Linked DNA regions of Mus musculus: region 2 is linked to region 1. The links are chromatin contacts, called in public HiChIP or PLAC-seq maps. All regions are on one chromosome and are shown on one strand. The core of a region is the stretch at or near the end of the contact, and the rest is flanking DNA. Distances in the headings are between cores, read along the strand shown.

Region 1 (3,618 bases), core at 993-3,492:
GAGCCTCCCTGCAGGTGTGTGGCTCCGGTGTGGGAGTGAGGTGAATGGGGGAGCCCTCAGAACCTCAGTCTCTTTCTCTGTACAATGGACTCACTTTTTGGAAAATACCTGACAGCTCCTGGTTGGAAAGAGTACATTCAGGACAGATGAAGGAGGGGGCTCTCTGGTGAGCCTTCTCGCTTTGGATGACAAGCCTAGAGGTGCTGCAACCACCAGGTTGCCACCAAACGTTGCCCAGTGAACTACATGCTGCATCCCCACATGGTGGGCAAACACTCAACTCTATGGGTCCAGGGTTGGGCCACAGGAAAGACCTAGGTTTCAAGGACAGAGATTCAATCCGGATACCCAAGTCCTTCAACAGGATCATAGAAGGACTGACCAGGCAGAGACTTGTGGAGTGACACCCGTGTGCCCATGACTGCGCCCTCTCATTTTCCTTATAGGTAAACTGAGTCTCAGATTGTACCAAGAACCTGCCCAAAGGCTCTGAGATATGGGGGAAGCAAAAAGGACCGGAAGTAGGGACCAGTTCCAAGGATAAAGGACTGGAGCGGTAGCTGGGGTGGTAGATCGCTTAGTTAGGATATATGAAGCACTACATTTCTTCCCACCACCACATAACCAGGTGTGGTAGCTACCATCTTAGTACTAGCTGGGAGGTAGGGGATACCAACAGGAGTTCAGGGTCAACCTTGGCTACATAGGAAGTTGGAGGCCAGCCTGGGCTACATGAGACCTTTTCTCAATTCTCTACCCCTGCCAACTCCAAAAAGTCAGAACCTAGAGGTGCGATTCACACCAGGCCCTTCCTGTGTGATGCTGGGGGCATGTCCTTGATCTCTGACTGAAGGTGAGGGAGAGGGAGCAGGCAGCTACACTAGGGATCCTCTTTGCTGCCTGACCTGGACACCCACTGTGCCATGCACCTTTCTGCTGTGTTCATTGGGCTGTGAGCCCCAGTGAGCTGTGAAGACTGAGCAGAAGCTAGGCGCGAGGGACATATTGTCTCTACAACCCTCAGGGAGAGGCAGGGTCTCACTGGACAGCCTTAGCTGGCTGGCTTGCAACTTGCTTTATATAACCGGCTAGCCTCAAACTCAAACAAAGAGCTCCTCCTGCCTCCCAAGAGCTGGGATTAAAGGCATGGGCCACCACACCTGGCCTCATTATGTGTTTTTCTTTTTTAAATTTATTTTATCATATATTATATCCCAATCTCAGTTTACCCTCTCTCCTCTCAGTACCCCTCCCGCCCTCGTTGTTTCGTTGTTCTTTCTTTCTTTCTTTCTTTCTTTCTTTCTTTCTTTCTTTCTTTCTTTCTTTCGAGACAGTGATTCTTGGATAGCCTTGGCTATCCTGGAACTCACTCTGTAGACCAGGATGGCCTTGAACTCACAGAGATCTGCTTGCCTCTGTCTCCCCAGTGCTGGGATTAAAGTGCCGCCACCTCCTGGCATTTTTTATTATATGCACCACGAAACACCTATTTTCAAAAGACGGAAAAGTTGACCAATGTGGAGGTCCTTCAGCAAGAGAGAGAATGATCCATCGTTTCCTAGCCTCTCATTAAGGATCTGATATCCCATCCCGACTTTGATATACCCGCTCGAACACATAACACCCAGAGCCCATCCTAGAAACTCAAATAGAACCCACTTGACGTGGCGGCGCCGGCGGGCATAAGAACCCGAAAATAAAATCTCAAACCCCGCCCTTCCACCGCCTTCCCGTTGAGTTTCTCGCGGCCTCTTGCTCTGAGAATCCCGCCTCTGCTGTAGGGCGGGAACGCAGATGATACTTCGCAATAAATGGTTTGAGTTCTGCCAATCTAACCTCTCCACCTTCCCATTGGTTATTTGTAGCGGTCCTTATCTTTCAATCTAATGGTCCTTCCCGCTTGCGTCAAGGACGCTTCGCTCAGTGCGTGTATACCGCCGCGTAGGAAGATAGTTCCTAAGTCTTTCCCTCGGTTTGATAGAGACTATCTCTGCCGGAAGTACTTTAGTATTAGATACGGGTTGATTCTTGGTGTCATGGTAATCTTTGTGGGTGTTCTGGCAGTGACTGTTGTGAGGTGGTGTATGTTACTATCGCCTCAAGAGGTAGTGGAGGGATCTGTGTATCCGGTCGGGGCGCGGCTGCAGCGACTTAGGGGAGGTGGCTTTTGGCGACAGTGGGCGTGGTCACTTGGGGGCGTGGCTTCCGCGGGCGGCGCGGGGCGGGGTGGGGGGGCGGAACATGTCTCCCGCCGCAGGAAGATGAGGCAGCGCCGGCGGCTGCGGGCGTAGCGGGCCACCGCGGGCCACCGCCGCGCGCCGCCGCCTCTGCTACAGTCCCTTCCCGCGGGGCCTGCTCTGAGAGAAGCTCGAGAGAGACCAGGCGACGCGAACGCGAGTGGGGAGGAGGAAGGACGCGCGACCCCGAGCCCTGCGCGCTCCCGCCGCCCACGCGCGACCCTCGGGGACGCGCCCGCCACCCTTTTGTCCCCGGGGTCCCCGAGGGCGGTGGGCAGCAGGGAGCCCCGGTGCACCCGGTGCATGCCCCCGCCCAGCAGGTGAGCGCACGCGGAGGGGCCCCGGACGCGCGCGTGGGGCTCACGGGGACGCGCGCACGGTGGGGACCCCCCCCCTCTGCTTAGTGCATGAGAAAAAAAAAGTTGCCTCTGGGTCTCTCTCGGGTCCGCGGGGAGGCTAGGGCTGGGGTGAGCCCCCGGGGGAGTGTGCACGCGTCCCCCTTGCACAGGGCCCCGGGCCCGGCGGCGCATTGTTCTCTGTCTTCAACTTTGCGCGCCTGGAGAGGGGGGCGACGTGGAGGGGACGCGCGCACTTGAGAGCAAACTTTGCCCAGGCCTCTTTTGTGACGGTTCTCTGTGGACGGTCACCCAACTTCATCAGATAGGAATTCTCCAACTCGTGGGGATCTTAGGGGAGGTGTTCCCTTTCCATCTGCCCTTAGAGAGGGGGTCCTCCTGATCGGAGCTGGAGTTTGGAGGGAAGAGAGAGGGCCACCTCCTCATTCCATTAGCTAGTGGTTCCACAACTCGTGGTTATCTTAGGGGAGGTGTCCCCTTATCACCCACCTTCACCTCTTCACTTGAGGTGTCCCCTTGATCCTAGTGGAGTTTGGAAGGCTGAGGATTATATCGCACTCCACAATTTAGAGTTCCTAATTCTTGGGGATTTTGTGGGAGGTGTCCCTTTCCAACCCACCCCCACCCAGGGAAGTCTCCAAATCTCCATCCAAACTGGAATTTGGAAGGAAGAGTGAACCCAATATCTTCACCTCGTTAACTTGGGGTTCCCCAACTCCTGGAGATCTTGGAAGACCCCCCCTGCCACTTAAGGATGCCCCCCCCCCGATTTAAACTGGAGTTTGGAGGAAAGAGAGCAAGTCCTTTTGTCTGCTACAAGAAAGGGATCTCTGGGTACAGAGAAGGAGGGGAGACACAGGGACCCCGAGATGGGAACATCTGCTCTGTGTTAATGTGGGGCGCGGCACAGCTCAGGGTTTGGGACACGATGGTGGCCTCTGCGAGCCTCAGAACTTCCAACCTTCCTCCTCCCGCAGTGGCTGCTGGAATGGGGGAGGGAGGAGAAGGGGGGGGTCATCCCCAAT
Region 2 (4,026 bases), core at 693-3,192, 170 kb before region 1:
ATCTGAGGAGGAAGGCACCACCACCTGCCATCCGGTTCCTGCTACCGAACCCTCTCGCCATCCTTAGTCCTCAGATCATTGGCTTGGCTGACAGCTAGCTCCTTCCCACACCTTGCCGTGACAACTAACCATAACCTACAGGCGATTAGGGTCAAGCAATCCTGGGAGCAGCGCAGCAGGAGGGGATGGGGTATAGCTCAATGGTGGGAATCTGCCTGCCCTGCTCAAACCCTGAGGTAAATACAGAGCACCAAACAAACGAGAAGGAAATAGGGGAGAAAAGAAAAAAGTGCCCACGAGGCGACCTGCAGGGCTACCTGACCATCATCATACCCACATCCTGGCACCCCCACCAATGTCTACCTGGCCACAGGAACCTATGCGATGGACTCAGGTACATCTGTTGGCTTTCAGGGCTCACCCAGCTGCCCAGGTCAACACTGAATGTCTCTATGGGCTAACTAGAGAGTCACGGGTGCCACTAGGAGTCCTGAGACTAAGAAGGGAGAACAGCACCAAGGGTGTCTGAGATCCTGGTGTCACCATGGCTGCCCCTGCAAAGGCCCCATGGCAGGCAGAGCCCATGAAGGGCGTGGTGACATCTGGCTTCCCCAGGGCATACACCACGCCTACAACGCACAGCGCCTGACTGGGCTACAAAGCGCCACTGTCTCCAGGGCAGAAGACACAGCTTTGTTTGTCCCCTCAAGACTAGACAACAAGGGACACAGAAAGATGGATGCCTTGGGGACAGATGACAGCCTGGGCTTATGGGCCTCTGGAGAGGAGTTTAATAGCTATAGGATGGTAGCCAATGCTTGGCCAAAGGGGCCCTTCATGTTCATTGCAATTGTGGCCTGTTATTCCCTTGTTTTAGGTGACAGGTGCCCACTGTACACCAGCATGGGAACAGGTTTGAAAGGGGCTCCTTGTACCACAGACAAGGACCTGCGGTCCAGCAGACACTTCCCACCTCTGAGGAACCACACGCCCTCTGCATTCAACAACTGCAGGCAAACAATGGGCCTTGGGTCCTGGGTATAGGGTCCAAAAGAATGGGACCGTGGCTGGACAGACTACAAGGATCAGGTCTGGAAGCTCAGGCCTGAAATACAAGTCACTCAATAAGCCACTAGATGGGAGTTCGGGGCCAGCTTCAGCGGTACAGGAAACTTCCAAAATAAAAAAAATGAAGTGGGCTCGGGGTAGAGCTCAGCAGTGCTGAGCCTACCTATGTCCACCAGTGAGGGACTGAAGCTTAGGTTAGGGCCCCTTGTGAGGGGATGGGGTGTGGCGCAGGGGTAGAGTCCCTGCCTGGAATCATCCATTTAAGGGCTGGGTACAAAGATTAGCGAAAGCTCCTGGAATCCACTTCTGAAGGGAGGGGAAGGGGATCAGTAGTCCAGTGCCAGTCTAATATAACCAAAGTCCAGGATTCGATCCCTGGTACCACCAAGATACCCCAAGAAACCCCATAGGGTACAAGAGCTTAAAGGGAAACTGCACACCTGCTGTAAGGATGGTGGATAAGATAACCCTGAGGCAGGGGACTGTGATGACCCGGAACATACAACCGGAAGCAGCTGGAAATCACAGGGTTTCCGGAATCAGAAGTAGGGTACACGCGTGCGCCGCAAACCAACGGCATAGGGCGCGGTGGGCGAAAAGCCCTGTGCACACGCGTACTAGCGTTGACTACTCGCGCACGCGTACTCCCACCGCCTCCCGGGACGCGCACAACCCTCTCAGGCTACGCGGTCTGTCCCGATAAGGCCTTCTTTCCCTGTCCACCGCCCTTGCCTTGTCACCATCTCCGGTGCCCCATGGCGGATTCGGAACGGCGAAAGCCGAACCCCTACGGCGGCTGCTCACCTGAGGGACACCCGAGCGAACGCCACGCTTATCCAAGTCCTAGCAACCGGGCCGCCACGCCTGCCACCGCGGGGCACCACGGGAGCGTAGTTCCATGGGCGGGGCCTGCGCGATGCGACTACATTTCCCTTAAGGCCGTGCGCGTGGCTGCTTCACAAGGCCTTGCTGAGTCTAGGGGGTTTTCTTATGTGTGCTGCAGCGAGTAGAATACTGTGGTTTGAGATCCTGGGATGGCACTGAACTCGGCCCCTTTGTGACACTTTGAGACATCAGCAGAGAGAAGACTTGAGGCAGAAGGAGACTCTATGGCCATTAGTCACTCAAAGAGCATCTGCCATCATACTTCTGTAAAGTCCCATGTTGCTGGTGAACAATCACTTTTACTGCTTGGAAAGTGACTGTAGTCTGAAGTTTTAGGTCCACTCAGGCCCTCATTCTCCTCATCTGTACATGGGTGAAACAGATATGTGAACTTCTGAATAAGTCTGGGGCTGGGGCTGTTCATGGAGTGTTTTCCTAGCACCCAGGAGAACCTGGATTCCATACATAGCATTCCTCATGGCACAAGCTGGTCATGCCTGCACTCTGGGGGTGGATACAAGAGAACAAAAGTTCAAGATGGTTGGGGCGAGGGCCTTTAACCCCAGCACTTGGGAGGCAGAGGCAGGCAAATCACTGGGAGTTCCAGGACAGATCCTGTCTTTAAAAAACAAAAACAAAAGATGAAGAAAATAAATGAACAAGTAATAGAGGCAGGAGAGATGACCTAACATTAATACCTTTTAGTTAATTATTGTTTTAGATAAAGAGTTTCACAGTGTAGCTTTATCTGCCCAACATGTCATTCCCAGGCCAGAGTCCCTGAGTCTCTCCCAGGGTCCTTCTTCCTCTGTGGCTTAGGACATAAACAGCAGATTGCCTGGCTGAGCCCTGACCAGCAGGAAGGTAGAAAGTGGCACCAGAGAGCCTGGGGTTGGCTCCAGGATCAACCTGTTTGCAATCTTCTAGGCCTGTCTGCCAAACACAATCTTTCTGGAATAAGGAATGCCTTGTGACCAGCTTATCAGAGCAGAGTAGGTCCCATGAGTTTGGTGTATGGCTGCTTGCAAGACAGATAAGTGGGAGATTAGTGTGGATATGACCAGCATTACAAAGCTAGAACCCAAGCCGGGTGGTGGTGGTCCACGCCTTTAATCCCAGCACTTGGAAGGCAGAGGCAGGCAGATTTCTGAGTTCGAGGCCAGCCTGGTCTATAGAGTGAGTTCCAGGACAGCCAGGGCTATACAGAGAAACCCTGTCTCGAAAAACAAACAAAAAAACGAAGCTAGAACCCTTAGGTACAGTGTCTGGCTTCTAGGAAGCCATGTGAACCAAGGGTCTTGGGAAGAAAACCAAGTTTTGGGTCATCACACCAAAACAGGGCCACCAGGAAACCCATGTTGTTTCTTTAATATTTTTTGACTAAGCCCAGGTCCATAGAAATGCTAGGCCAGGAGCTGTAGAGATGGCTCTGTGGCTGAGAGCACTGGCTGATCTTCCAGAGGATGAAGGTTCAGATCCTAGCACCCACATGGTGGCTCACAGCCATCCCTAACTGCAATTCCAGGAAGTCTGATGCCTTTTAAAACCTCTGTGTGCACAAGGCACATACATACACAAAGGCAAGGCACTGATATAAATATTTTTAAAAATGCTCTGCCAGGGTTAGAAAGGCAGTTTGCCAATGGGGAACCCTGATTGCTATCCCAGAAGAACCTGATGTGAGTCCCTGCACCCACATGGTGGCTTACAACCATCTGTAACTCCAGCTTCAAGGAACCAAATGACTTCTCCTGGCCTCGATGGGTGCTAGGCTGGCATGTGTTACAGAGACAGATAGATATGCAGAGAAGTTTTCTAAGAGATGCTATGCAAGGGAGCTAGAGAGATGGCTCAGTGGTTAAAAGGACAGCCTGCTCTTCCAGAGAACCCGGCTTCAACTCTCAGCACCAGGTCAGCTTGTACCTGCGAGGTAACTGCACTGCCCTTCCAGGGGACCTAGCACCATTACACAGACAAACCTGAAGGCAAAATATCAATACTCATAAAAATTTTTTAAAAAGATATCTTTAAAAGATGTTATACAAGCCCTCACCATTGAGCAATGCCCCTGCC

Evidence for each region. HiChIP or PLAC-seq counts read pairs in DNA pulled down with a chosen protein or histone mark.
Region 2: an H3K4me3 HiChIP or PLAC-seq map of the SCID.adh cell line shows a contact between it and region 1, with 17 read pairs. The contact joins the promoter of Adat3 here to the promoter of Tcf3 in region 1. A contact is called at or near these places in 2 of 39 promoter capture datasets (hippocampal neurons and pre-B cells), 2 of 484 Hi-C or Micro-C datasets (embryonic stem cells and erythroid progenitors), 9 of 115 datasets of contacts at active chromatin or transcription factors (the 230-238 cell line, the SCID.adh cell line, effector CD8 T cells and 4 more) and 3 of 9 other capture datasets (adipose tissue, liver and pancreatic islet).

The regions. Positions count from the first base shown.
Region 1 is chr10:80,432,259-80,435,876 of GRCm38.p6, reverse strand. Tcf3 (transcription factor 3) reads left to right here and starts at 2,242. Exons shown (of 19, transcript NM_001164149.2): 1 at 2,242-2,557.
Region 2 is chr10:80,600,796-80,604,821 of GRCm38.p6, reverse strand. It overlaps Adat3 (adenosine deaminase, tRNA-specific 3), which reads right to left and starts at 1,942. Exons shown (of 2, transcript NM_001100606.1): 1 at 1,873-1,942. It overlaps Scamp4 (secretory carrier membrane protein 4), which reads right to left and starts at 1,940. Exons shown (of 7, transcript NM_019575.4): 1 at 1,873-1,940.